Regions from separate parts of the Sus scrofa genome. Here region 1 is linked to region 2. A link is a contact called in public Hi-C data. All regions are on one chromosome and are shown on one strand. The core of a region is the stretch at or near the end of the contact, and the rest is flanking DNA. Distances in the headings are between cores, read along the strand shown. Region 1 overlaps RBKS (ribokinase). Region 2 holds the start of RBKS (ribokinase).

Evidence for each region. A called contact is a pair of places that touch in the nucleus more often than the background predicts.
Region 1: a Hi-C map of liver shows a contact between it and region 2, with 2.0 times the contacts expected there. A contact is called at or near these places in 5 of 47 Hi-C or Micro-C datasets (embryonic fibroblasts, fibroblasts, liver and 1 more) and 1 of 2 datasets of targeted methods (alveolar macrophages).

Annotation. Positions count from the first base shown.
Region 1 is chr3:111,365,558-111,371,647 of Sscrofa11.1, reverse strand. RBKS (ribokinase) reads right to left here. Exons shown (of 8, transcript NM_001315776.1): 3 at 458-521. Among named protein-coding and RNA genes, the nearest start is that of RBKS, 40 kb to the right of the region's middle.
Region 2 is chr3:111,326,701-111,332,538 of Sscrofa11.1, reverse strand. RBKS (ribokinase) reads right to left here and starts at 3,763. Exons shown (of 8, transcript NM_001315776.1): 1 at 3,671-3,763. The coding sequence starts at 3,762. BABAM2 (BRCA1-A complex subunit BRE) reads left to right here and starts at 4,125. Exons shown (of 12, transcript XM_021088348.1): 1 at 4,125-4,260.

The DNA.
Region 1 (6,090 bases), core at 563-3,062, 41 kb before region 2:
AGCAGCAAAGAGCCTTGAATGGGAGCCAGAGACCTGCATTCTAGCTAGCAATGTGCTCTTAGACAAATTCAGACCCAGTCTGGCCTTCAGTTTTCTCTTTTGTGAAATGATGGTATCAGCCTCAATGGCTTTGAAGATCATTTCTGGCTATGACATTCAGTGACTTTTCTTCAAATATCTTTTGTGAAGGCAACACCTGATTTCTTTGGTTCCCTGCTTTTGAAACATTTCTACGAGATGAAGGTTTGTTAACCTCCTATCATTTTATTCCCATCTGGAGAAGTGTATGGGAGAGAATTAACAAAGGACATTTAAGCAAGATGAGACAAAGCTGTGTGTAAAAATTCTCTGGCCACCAGGGGAGGATCTAATAATTCTATTCCAGGTTCAACTTTTCTTGTAACCAGATTCCAGAAGAAAGTTATCAGAACTAACTTTAAGAAAGAAAAAATTTTACCTGTAGAAATATCATTCTGCTTTAAGTTTTCTATATAATCATTGCCAAAGGAATCTTTGCCAACCTGTACCAAAGAAATGATGAATGTTAGATCTTTTACATTTAGTAAAATGCTACAATGTAGCCTTTAGAATACTTAGCATTTTAAAAGGGCATATCTACACTGTACTTTATAAACATTAACTAATTAGCCTTCTTAATGTAAGATGCTAGACTTGATTTCAGCCCAAAGAATTGTTATATATTAATGTTTCATTTATAGCCCACCTACAATGTGGAACCTTTAATGACTGTCACACATTCTATAGCTTTCCTCTCACGGATCTGTTATGTGGAAATTCTCACTGAGACAGAGATGGTCCACCATCAACAATTCTCAGTATTTATGATGGGATCTCAGTTGCTTATACTTCACTATAAATGAAGGCATCTTTGTAATGACCTGCCTCGTGTTTCAGAATCTTCTTATCTTCTTCCCTGACCCTGTGTGGGAGGTGGGCAAAGAGGAGGGGACTGAAAAAGCCCTAGCTAACTTGGGTAACTTAGTATAGTGGCCTTGTCTTGTTTTGTGTCCTAGCATCCATTCTGATATTGATACTTCAGTTTTTCCTTCAGATCCCCATTCCTCTTCCATGCATAGACAACACGATTAGGGTAGCACACTTGTCACAACCAGTGACTCTATAGTGATCCATCTTTATCACCCAAACTCTGAGGCGTACATTTGGGTTTGCTCTGGTCTTCTACATTCTATGAGTCTGGACAAATGCATAGACATGTATCCACCATTACAGTTTCATTCAGAGTAGTTGCCCTGCCCTAAAAGTCCCCCTGCTCTCCCGTTCACTCCTCCCTACCCTCAGTCCCAGGAAACTACTGAACTTTGCACCGTCTCCAGTTTTGTCTTTTCCAGAATGCCATGCAATTGGAATCATACAGTAGGTTTCTTGCACTTAGTAATATACATCTGAGGTGTATGGTTTTTTTTTTTTTCATTTTCTTGGGTTGATAACTCATTTCTTTTCCGTGTTGAGTGATATTCCATGATATGGATGTACCACGGTTTCTCTCTCCATCCACCCGCGGAGGGACATCTTGGTTGCTTCCAAGTTTTGGCAGGTGTGAGTTAAGCTACTATAAACATCCATTTGCAGGTGTTTGTGTGGATTCCTCCCTCCTTCTATTTTTAATTTTAATCACCTTGTCACCTTTTAAATGTTAGGAGACTTCACAAAAACAACCCATATTTCCAGGAAGTTCTGAAAACTCAGAGGTCCTGGTAAACACCAGGCCCACATTCCTACAAGATGACCCAGCTGGACCTGTCTCAAAGGTAAACACTGCTCTCTGGTTCACCAGAGCCCTCACCGGCCTATTTGCAATTATGTCACCTGTTTGGCCCCGCAGGCTTTCAGGCCTGCCACTCCTGACTATTCTTCCGTCCTGCAGATGAGCGCTCTGTAGTGTCTCCAGCCAGGTCTGAGCATTCCTGGTGGGTTCTGCTCTTCCACAGCAAAAGTTCTCGGGACATATCAAGGGAAAGAAACCTAGAGGTTTACTTGGCCAAGAACCTCAATGAGGGACAATAACATTTCCTGGGAAGTTTCCTGGATTGCCTAAGAGTCAGAAAAGCTGTTTTTTTTTTTTTTTTTTTTTTTTTTTTCAGTAAAGGGCCAAAGAGGTAGTGTTTCAGACACTGCAGGCCAGATGGGTCTCTTCTGCAACTATTCAACTCTGCTATTGCGGTGCGAAAGCCGCCAAAGACAATCTGTAAACAAATGGGTGTGGCTGTGTTGCAATAAAACTTTATTTATAAAAAACACATGGTTGCCAAGATTTGCCCCACAGGTTGTAGAGTGCTGATCCCTCATTTAAATGCCACCTCTGATACCTTCTTCCTCAAAGAACACTTTTTCCTGTGCTCCTTTTCTGGTGGAAATGTTGATTAGGCAACAATTCAAAAAAGATCATAATGTGTTATTAGGACGCTTTCTATCTCTACAGCAAAGAGCATCCACTACAAAAGAATGCTGTGGGGAGAGCCCCCTGGCGGAAGGAGGTCACCTGCTAAAGGTTTCTGTCCCAGAAGTCGTCTGGCCATTTATCTACCAGGTAAGTGTCAAAGCATCTTGTTTCTTAGGTCAGAGATTCGTGCCAGAAAACAAATCCTTTGTTCTCTCACCTTAAAATTTTTTTTTAAACATTATTTAACTCTGTCTCATGGGTAATCAAAGTGTTATATACTTGGGCAAGTATCCTTACAAGAATCTTGTAGGGATTAAGAAGGGCCAGCCCTGGGCACATGTGGCCCAGTACAAATTAGAGCAAAGAGACTTCTCTCCCCTTTCTTGTCAGGTTTACACAGGTAAAATCTGTTTAAGGTGAATGTCAAGGGCAGGCTTGATAAATGGGGGTGATATTATAAACATTAGGAAGTGCCAGGATTAGGAAGAATTATTAAAGGGGAAGAAGTTTTGCCTTCAAGAAACTGATAATATTGGAGGGAAAATAAGACACAGAGAGGCAACTCCAACACCAGATGGAATCCCATGTGCACAGAGGCCTAATTAGAAAGGGATTCAGGGAGTTCCGTTGTGGTTCAGCAGTAATGAGCCCGATTGGCATCCATGAGGATGTGGGTTTGATCCCTGGCCTGCTCAGTGGGTTAAGGATCCAGGGTTACTGTGAGCCGTGGTGTAGGTCGAAGATGTGGCTTGAATCTGGCGTTGCTGTGGCTGTGGTGTAGGCCAGCAGCTGCAGCTTTGATTCAATCCCTAGCCTGGGAACCTCCATACGCCACACAAGCAGCTCTAAAAGGAAAAAAAAAATGCGAGAGAGGGATTAAGGCTCAGGGTCACTGCTTCCACAGGTTTGCTGCTATTGCATTTTTTTTTTTTTTTTTTGGTCTTTTTGCCATTTCTAGGACTGTCCCCGTGGCATATAGAAGTTCCCAGGCTAGGGGTCTAATCAGAGCTTTAGCTGCCAGCCTATGCCACAGCCACAGCAACGTGGGATCTGAGCAGCATCTGCAAACTATACCCCAGCTCACGGCAACGCTGGATCCTTAACCCACTGAGCAAGGCCAGGGATCGAACCCACAACCTATGGTTCCTAGTCGGATTCATTAACCACTGAGCCACGACGGGAACTCCCTGCTATTGTATTTTAGAGGCTGCAGTAGTTGCCTGTCTTCTTCTTGCCCAGAGAATTACCTGATTGGCTACATCCCTCGGTGATGGTTATGGTTCCTGATTTATTCTAATGGTGATTTCCTGGCAAATCTGTTGGCTGCCCATCTAAACTCTATGTGAGAAGTGGAGTGAAATCCTTTGCTCTTGCCTTTGATACTCCCTTGTTAAACCTAAGTGGAAAAGTAACAACACTGCTGAAGATTACAAGAAGTCGACTCTAGTTCCATGAACTTCCCATGTTGGTCCCAGGGATATACTGCAAAGTAAAAGAAGTGAAAAAGCCTAAGAATAGGAATATTTTTTTCATTTGTGTCTTGGAAGTCAGAAGGCCCTTCCCAGCAGCTGTGTGATATGGGGCAAGCCACTTTAACTGTCTCTAGGCCTCAGTTTTCTTATCTGAAAGTCACAGCCAGCTTGCTGCAAGGATAAAATAAAATAACATGCGCAAAAGGACATTTACAACTTTTAAAGGGTGAAATAATGCTTTGCTGCTACCATCACCATCCTGGGAGCATTGCTGCTGCTGCCGCCGAGGCTGCTTCTCTGGGGGGAAGGGCAGGGCTACTGCTGCTTGGATTCCATCTTATCAATTACTTTCCTGCCCATCGGGTTCTCCCGAGGCTTCCAATTCTTCCTGTTGCTGCCTACCTTCAACAGAAGAGCACTTGATCATGGAAGCAAGTAGGTGGGTATGTTAAAACTATTTCAAAAATGAGATTGTGTTACTATTATTATTCTAGTAAAAACCTTACAGCTCCAGTAATGCTGTGGTGTAACTAATGCTGTTTAATGTGATCATGTATCTCATTCCTTTCATTAGAACAACATAGCTAACTGGGAGCAAACCTCTATCTAGGGTTATGATTTTATTGTGTGGAAGCATGGACAGAAACCTGGCGATCTGAGGACAAAGATCTTGTTACTGAGCGATGAGTGAAAGTATTTTGAAAACCACAGCGAACCATACAAACGCAAGGCCCCTGGAATAGTAAGTCCTGTTAGAAAGGAACCTCCACGGGTATCTCTGGAGACTTTCACTATTTTCCTCATCACAGTTTGCCTACCCACGTAACGCGAGACTTGACATGTACGTATCTGGGCTGTGAGCAAAGTGGTGCCCGGGCATCAGGACCCCTGGACTTTCAGTTCTGCCATTATCCTAGTTAAAATCCTTTAGTCTTCTGTGAATGGTTCCACCTGAGCCAGGCTGTAGGGTGGGACTAATTCCCTCAGCTGGGTAGGAACCAAGAGTTCTCAGCCTGGCTGCACATTGGTATCTCCTGAGAATGCCCGGTTCACCGCCCAGACCCCTTGGATCGGACCCTCTGCGGGCGGGGCTGGGCGGGCTCCGCAGGTGGTTACAATGTGTGGTCTCCACTGGCTGCAGGGGGAAGGCTGGGAGGGCGTCGGTAAAGCTCGGCCGGTGTGGAGGAAGGGAAGAGGGAGAGCGGCGTCCTGCTTGGCACCACGCTGTGCGTCAGCTCCGAGGGCGCCGAGAATTGCCACCTGCAGAATCTGCTGGGGGCAGGGGCCCCTCAGGGTCCGACGCCCGCAACAAGGTACTGAAAAACCTGACAGATGTCCTTGGCTTGTGTTGGCTGACTCTAGACTCATTTTGATGTGGCCCGGGTTTGCTTTCCCTTGCTTCTTTTGCTTCTATCTTTCTGAAATTCATAGCTGGCAAAATAGCTGGATTTCTCTGTTTTTCAGCGTGGTCGATAGAGGCATGGTTGAAACGGTCATTTGTATTGAAACGCTGAGTACAGTATGTCCATTCCTATTTCCTTGCCTTCTGCTTAGGGGAACTGAAGTCTCCTTCTCGCTCCTCTACCTCATCAAATGTCACCTGTTTTTCAAGCATTAGCCTAAGGCTCTCTCTTCTGGAAGAGAACTGTAACCCTTACAGAACTCTGCAAGCATTCCTGATGGACACTGCATCATTAAACACTCAGTTGAATACATCGTTTGCCTAAACAATCTTCCTTAAAGTCTAGTCTTCCTAAAAGTTCATCGGACACTCCAGCTTAGCTTATGCTTCTCCCGCACCAAGCCCTGTGCGTTCAAGGTGTTCTATTTGATCATCATAATTGCCTGTGTTCATTTTCCTCGGGCCTAGCTTATCCTTCTTAAGGGGACATGACTTACAGGCACCCAGACTATTCCAGTTATGGCTACAGAAAGCTTGTGAACAAGGTTTGGCTTCTAACAGCCCTCTTGAAGACACTCTCACAGTCTCTTTGTTGCCGCAGTGAAATACGTTTGGGCAGAGGTTCTGGGAAAACCACACGGTCTCAAGTGGGCTGGCTGTGTCAGGTTGTTGAAAGAAACCTGGCCCCCAGCAACTGTGGCCAACCACTGGCACATGGGCTCAGGCAACTTCCGGAATCCCAGGTGATTTTCAGGAAATCCCGGACCCACATCTACCCTGTTTACAATGAGTCT
Region 2 (5,838 bases), core at 2,514-5,013:
TCAATTTTTTTAAAGTATATATTTCAGTGAGGAAATTTTGTATTGTTTAAGCCATTAAGTTTGGGTAATTTGTTATGGAAGCCATGGGAAACGAATACAATGATGATATGTACCATGGCTATCAAAGTTGGACCCAAGTTCAACACAGATGCAGGGTTTTAAATAAAAATGCTATATTCAGGTATTTTGTAAAGATCTTCAGCGGGAGAAGTAATCAGAAACCATGAAAAGCTTGTAGAAAAGTTGTGGGAGAGAGTCTCTAGGGGAATAAAGTTCTTACTAATGATTAATGTGTCGAAACCTGGATATCTTACAAAGGAAGGAAAATGGCAAGGGAAGAGAAATTAGAAAGGTTTTCCACAGTGCAAGAGTTTCTTGGGCCTCACTTTACTATCTATAAACTGAAGGGCTGGGATAAATAAACCCTACATTCCTCTATATCTGAAATAAGCTTTCAAATCCTGACAGATGTGAACATGGACATTCAAGGCCCCACCTTCCCCCAAGTTCAAAGAGTACTCATTTTATTTATTTTTATGGAAGCACAGTTGATTTACAATGTCATATTAGTTTCAGATGTACAGCACAGTGATTAATATATATATATTAATGAATATATTCATTTTTCAGATTCTTTTCCTTACAGGTTATCACAAAATATTGAATATAGTTCCCTTGCTACAACAGTAGGTCCTTGTTGGCTATCTATTTTATATATGGTAGTGTGTATTATATTAATCCCAATTCTAATGTATTCCTCCCCCCACCTTTCCTCTTTGGCAACTATAAGTTTGTTTTCTATGTCTGTAGGTCTATTTGTTTGGTAAATAGATTCATCTGTACTTTTTTTTTTTTTTAAGATTCCACATATAAGCGATATCATGTGATATTTGTCTTTGTCTGGCTTACTTCACTCAGTGTGGTAATCCCTCCATGTGCTGCAAATGGCATTATTTCATTCTTTTTTATGCCTTTTTTATGCCACTGTATATATGTACCACATCTTCTCTATCCATTCCTCTGTTAGTGGACATTTAGGTTGCTTCCATGTCTTGGCTATTGTAAATAATGCTGAAATGAACACTGGGGCGCCTGTATCTTTTCAAATTATGGTTTGCTCTGGATATGTGCCAGCTATGACTGTTGGATCATATGATAACTCTATTTTTAGTTTTTAAAGGAACCTCCATACTGTTCTCCACAGTGGCTGTACCAATTTACATTCTCATCAATGGTGTAGGAGGGGATCCCTTTCTCCACACCCTCTCCATCATTTATTATTTGTAGATTCTTACTGGAATGAGGTGATAGTTCACTGTAGTTTGGATTTGCATTTCTCTAGTAATTAGTGATATGGAGCATTTTGTCATGTGCCTGTTGGCCATCTATAATGTGAAGTGTATTTATTTTAAAAAGAACTATCATTATCTTTAATGGGTGATGGTCAAGCCTCACACAGTACTCTTAGTCTAAGAAGGTGGCTCTGAATTCTAACCCTTACCTTTTTTGTTTTGCTTTTTAGGACTGCACCCGCTGTGTATGGAAGTTCCCAGCTAGGGTCGAATCAGAGCTATAGCTGCTGGCCTACACCATAGCCACAGCCACGCAGGATCTGATCTGGGTCTCCGACCTACACCACAGCTCACAACACTGCTGGATTCAGAGCCCACTGAGTGAGGCTGGGGATCACATCTGCAACCCGCAACCTCAGGGATGCTAGTCGGATTCGTTTCTGTTGGCCACGACGGGAAGTCCTAACCCTTAAATTCTTATTCAGGTAGGGTGCATGGGAAAGTTGTTTAGCTTTCTTTTCCTCTGCTGCTTCATCTATGGAAGTAAGGTAAAATTTTAGCTAGATGGATTTTCTAAGGAATGCATTATTTGAGATGTCTGCAGGTTATTCCTTTATGTAACTAAACTAAATATATTTGAAGGAACTATTTTTGAAGTGAAACACATACCTTATTTTTATATAAAACCTACCAATTATCAAGTACCTTTTCTGAAAAGAGTCATCACCAGTAGCATCAATTACCATAGGGAGCGTGAGACGGGGATGCTCTAGACAGCAGTCAGCAAACTATGGCCTGCAGGCTGTTTTTGTAAGGCATAGGAAATAAGAATAGTTTTTTACATTTGTACATGACCTAGACCATATGTGGCTCGAAAAGCCTAAAATAATTACTGTGTGGCCCTTTGCAGGCTTGAGCTCTCAAGAAAGAGTGTAGGCCTCTTTGCCACATGTCCACTTAAAGTGAACTTATGCTCTGTCACCAAAGGAAGCACATCCATCTTGGCACGAGGTAGCTCACATATTTGTGGAAAAATAAAGGCTCCCGGCACTTGAAGGTCTTTTGCTGCTTGTTATTACACTCTCTCACCTTCAGGTTTTTGGTAATCATGTGCCTGCCCCGGCAGTCTCTTCCTCTTTCTACTCGCCACCTTTCTAACCTTGGCTGGTGATAACCTGGCTTATAAACATTTTAAGCAATGTAAGATTAAGCTGGTTATGGGAAGACCCTAAAACTATTTTCTAAGAAAAACACAGGTGGTTTGGTGCAGGGATTTGGTGACTTATTTTTATTGTCCCAAGGCCTTTTTATTTATTTCCAGGTTCTCAGCTACTCTTCTGAAAAGCAAGGTTGCAGGAAAGATGGACAGGTCATACTGCAGTATGTCTGATCACTTTTCATTTTTTGTAAGAAAAATAGCGTTATATCTGAAAAGGCACTCAGCAAAAAATTAAAGTGAAGCAACATGAATCATAGGATTTCCTTGGGATATAGATGAGAGAGGGAGAGAGCGCAATAAATAAATATTACTTTTACAATCAAAAAAGCCATTTTCATTAAAAAATAAATTGGAAAGATCCAATGTCACTGACCTAGCTCAACGATTTTCCGATTTCCTTCTAGCATATTTTATTTCATCCCTTTTTTTTTTTTTTTTTGGTCCATGCCAGGGCCAGGGATCCAATGCGAGCCACAGCAGTGGCCAAGCCTCTGCAGTGACAACGCTGGATCCTTAACCCGCTACACCACAAGAGAACTCCGATTTTGTTTTTTACTATTATAGATATTGTATTTATGGGTTTTTATTTTGATTCACACTTGGTTTGCCATAAGTAACCTACAGTTACTCTAATACTGAAAAATAAACGGAAAATATGAAATGCAAGAATGCTAACGATCAATAGAGTGAACGGCCTGTTGACCTCTGCTCCACTCATTTTATACACGTTCCACGAATAATACCCAACCTGGATGGTGTTATGGCTCAAAACACTTTAGTTCATTTCACTTTCATAACAGCCCAGTGAGGTGGGGGCACCTTCTGGAAGGTAAAATAACTTGGTTAAAGTCACTGGCTAGCCCGGGGAGAGGTTCAACAGCCTGGTCCGGAAAACAGGAACAGGTCTTTGGAGGCGCTTCTAGTTACACGAGAGCTTTTACTACGCTCTGGCCTTTGTTTCCTCATCTGACAGTTACCTTCACAGACTCAAAACCTGCCTCTTCCCATCGAGGCACAGGGCGGCCTGGGGAAACCTGTAGTTCACACCAAAAGCCAACAGGCTCCATGCCCAAGGCCCCAGTGCCAAGGCAGTAAGAAGAGAGAACACGGTCCGTCCCTCCCGCGAGCAGCGGCTTCTGCAAACTGGCCCCAGACTAACCTGACCAGGTCGGTCATGCAGGAGCCCACCACCACCACTGCCGCCGCCACCTGCTCCTGCCACTGCCTCCCGGGTTCCCCAGACGCGGCCATTGCTCTACGTCGGCGCTCTCCAACCAGGAGGCTGCCCTTTAACCTTTGCCCGACCCGGTAACCAGGGACGCCACTCCTACGCTCCCTAACGACGCGGGCCTTGCAGGACGTCCGTGCGGGTCGCCCACCTGAATGCCCGAAATAACCCCGCCCACCAACTGCCCCCAGTTCTTCCAGGAATTGTCTCCCTGCACAGCTTCCCGCTACAGAGCCCTCCTGATCGGTCCAGACTCCGTGCTGCTTGCCGCGCACGAGGCAGGCGCCGAGGCAGGAACTTTCAGGCACTGCGGGGACGCCTCTCCGAGCGCCTGGCCTGGCGCGGCCGGGGACGCGCACGCCGCCCGGCTCCTGGGCCGCAGAGGGGGCGGGGCGGGACGTCCGGGGGGCGCGCACGCATCCGGCCCGCGGTGCGCGCGCAGGTTGGTGCGTCGGTCGGGGGCGCGCTCGGGTAACCTGTACCCCACGTAGTCGCCGGTTACCGATCGGACTAAGCTCCAGGTACCTGGACTGGGGCTGGTGCGGGGAGGTTGGATCCCGAGTCGCACAGGTGGTGCTAAGGACAGTGGTTTAAATATGCCCAGGGCTCGCCTCCTCTTTCTATAGAGAAGGCCCCTGTTCCAAAGATGCCCTGTTCATTCCCATCATGCTGGCTCCCTAGAGAACGAGCCCCCAAGGCCAGAGGCTGCTCTTTCCATGCCTAGCCCGCCCCTGGTCCCTGATTAAGCTCAGCTCCTTCCTCCTTCCCGCCTGATGAGGGGATCGTACAATTTGGGAGAAGGAAGAGCCTCTGGTCCCTTTTAGATGTCCCCCTTTGGAGCGGGATGTCATTCTTTGGGTTCGAGTCGACTTGTTTTTCTTGAACATTGCCCCTTGGAGAAATTGCTTCCCCCGTGTAACTTCCCTCGTGCGCTGCGTGACGTCGACGTGACGCAGCAGGACGCCACCCCTTTCCGTTCCATGACGTAAGCTGGGCACATGTTTCCGTGTTTGTCATCCCATCTTAATTGCAAGAAACTGACGATGCTTCAGACGTCTTTGTATTCCCCAGGCTGCCCATCAGAGGACCTCATGTGACCCTATTTTGAGGCAGCAGATCCCTATAAAAATTGTATTTCTGCATTTTCCTTCTGTAATACGTCAAAATCAGGAAATAGAAATTGCACAATTAGCATTCAGGGGAGGCTGACCACCGTAAATTTTTGCCTATCTAGGATCTCTTATTGTGCTTCGATGTGTAAAGTTACTACTGGGGGTTGAACCCCCATCCGTGTCCCTTACTCAAAAGGATTGCGCCAAAGAACCATCTTTTTTGGCTGTTTGGTGACCTGTGATTTTGGAATCAGTGGTTTTTTTTTTTTTTTTTCCTTAGAGAAGTCACAACAGCTCCTGCTGAAACATTTTAATGCTGCATGAAATCTTGCACTGTCAAAAGATAGTGTTCTGGCTGTGCTGGAAACAAAGACAAATTCATTCCTTCAGGTGTCATTCTAAGGTCATGCCAGTTGCTGAATTGAATGGGATGTTGTCACCTTAAGTATAGTTTGGTTTCTGGAGCAGGTTTGTTCCCTTTAGTGTTTGCCTGGTGAATCACTAGGCTTCAGCAGTAGACCAACAGTAGTCTAATTTGTTTCTGGTTGTCAAGCAACCATTAGTTTAAATTGGTGACTTTTTTGCTCACATTTTACTAGATGTATGCTTTTTTTTTTTTTTTTTAAAAAAAGCACATTCACTTTGATGCTTTTATTTTTTTGGTGATTGAAGTTATAAATGTTTATTTGAGAGGAAGATGGGTATAGTGGACTTGGAGGGAGATCTGGATTTGAATTCCGATCCTTCTTGCTAGATTTGTGAATCTGTGACTTTGAATAAGTTACTCAATCTTGCCCAGCTTTGGTTTTCTTATCTGTGAAATGGGAATAATACTCTTAACCAGAGAACAGGGTAGTTGTGGGGAAATAAATGAAATTACAGATAGAGGTGGGTAATACAGTGCCCGATACTAAGTCGATTTTCAGAACGTGTTGGGTCTGTTTCCTTTTTTCATAGAAGTGAGAGGTAAAATAGGTATTGTGGGGA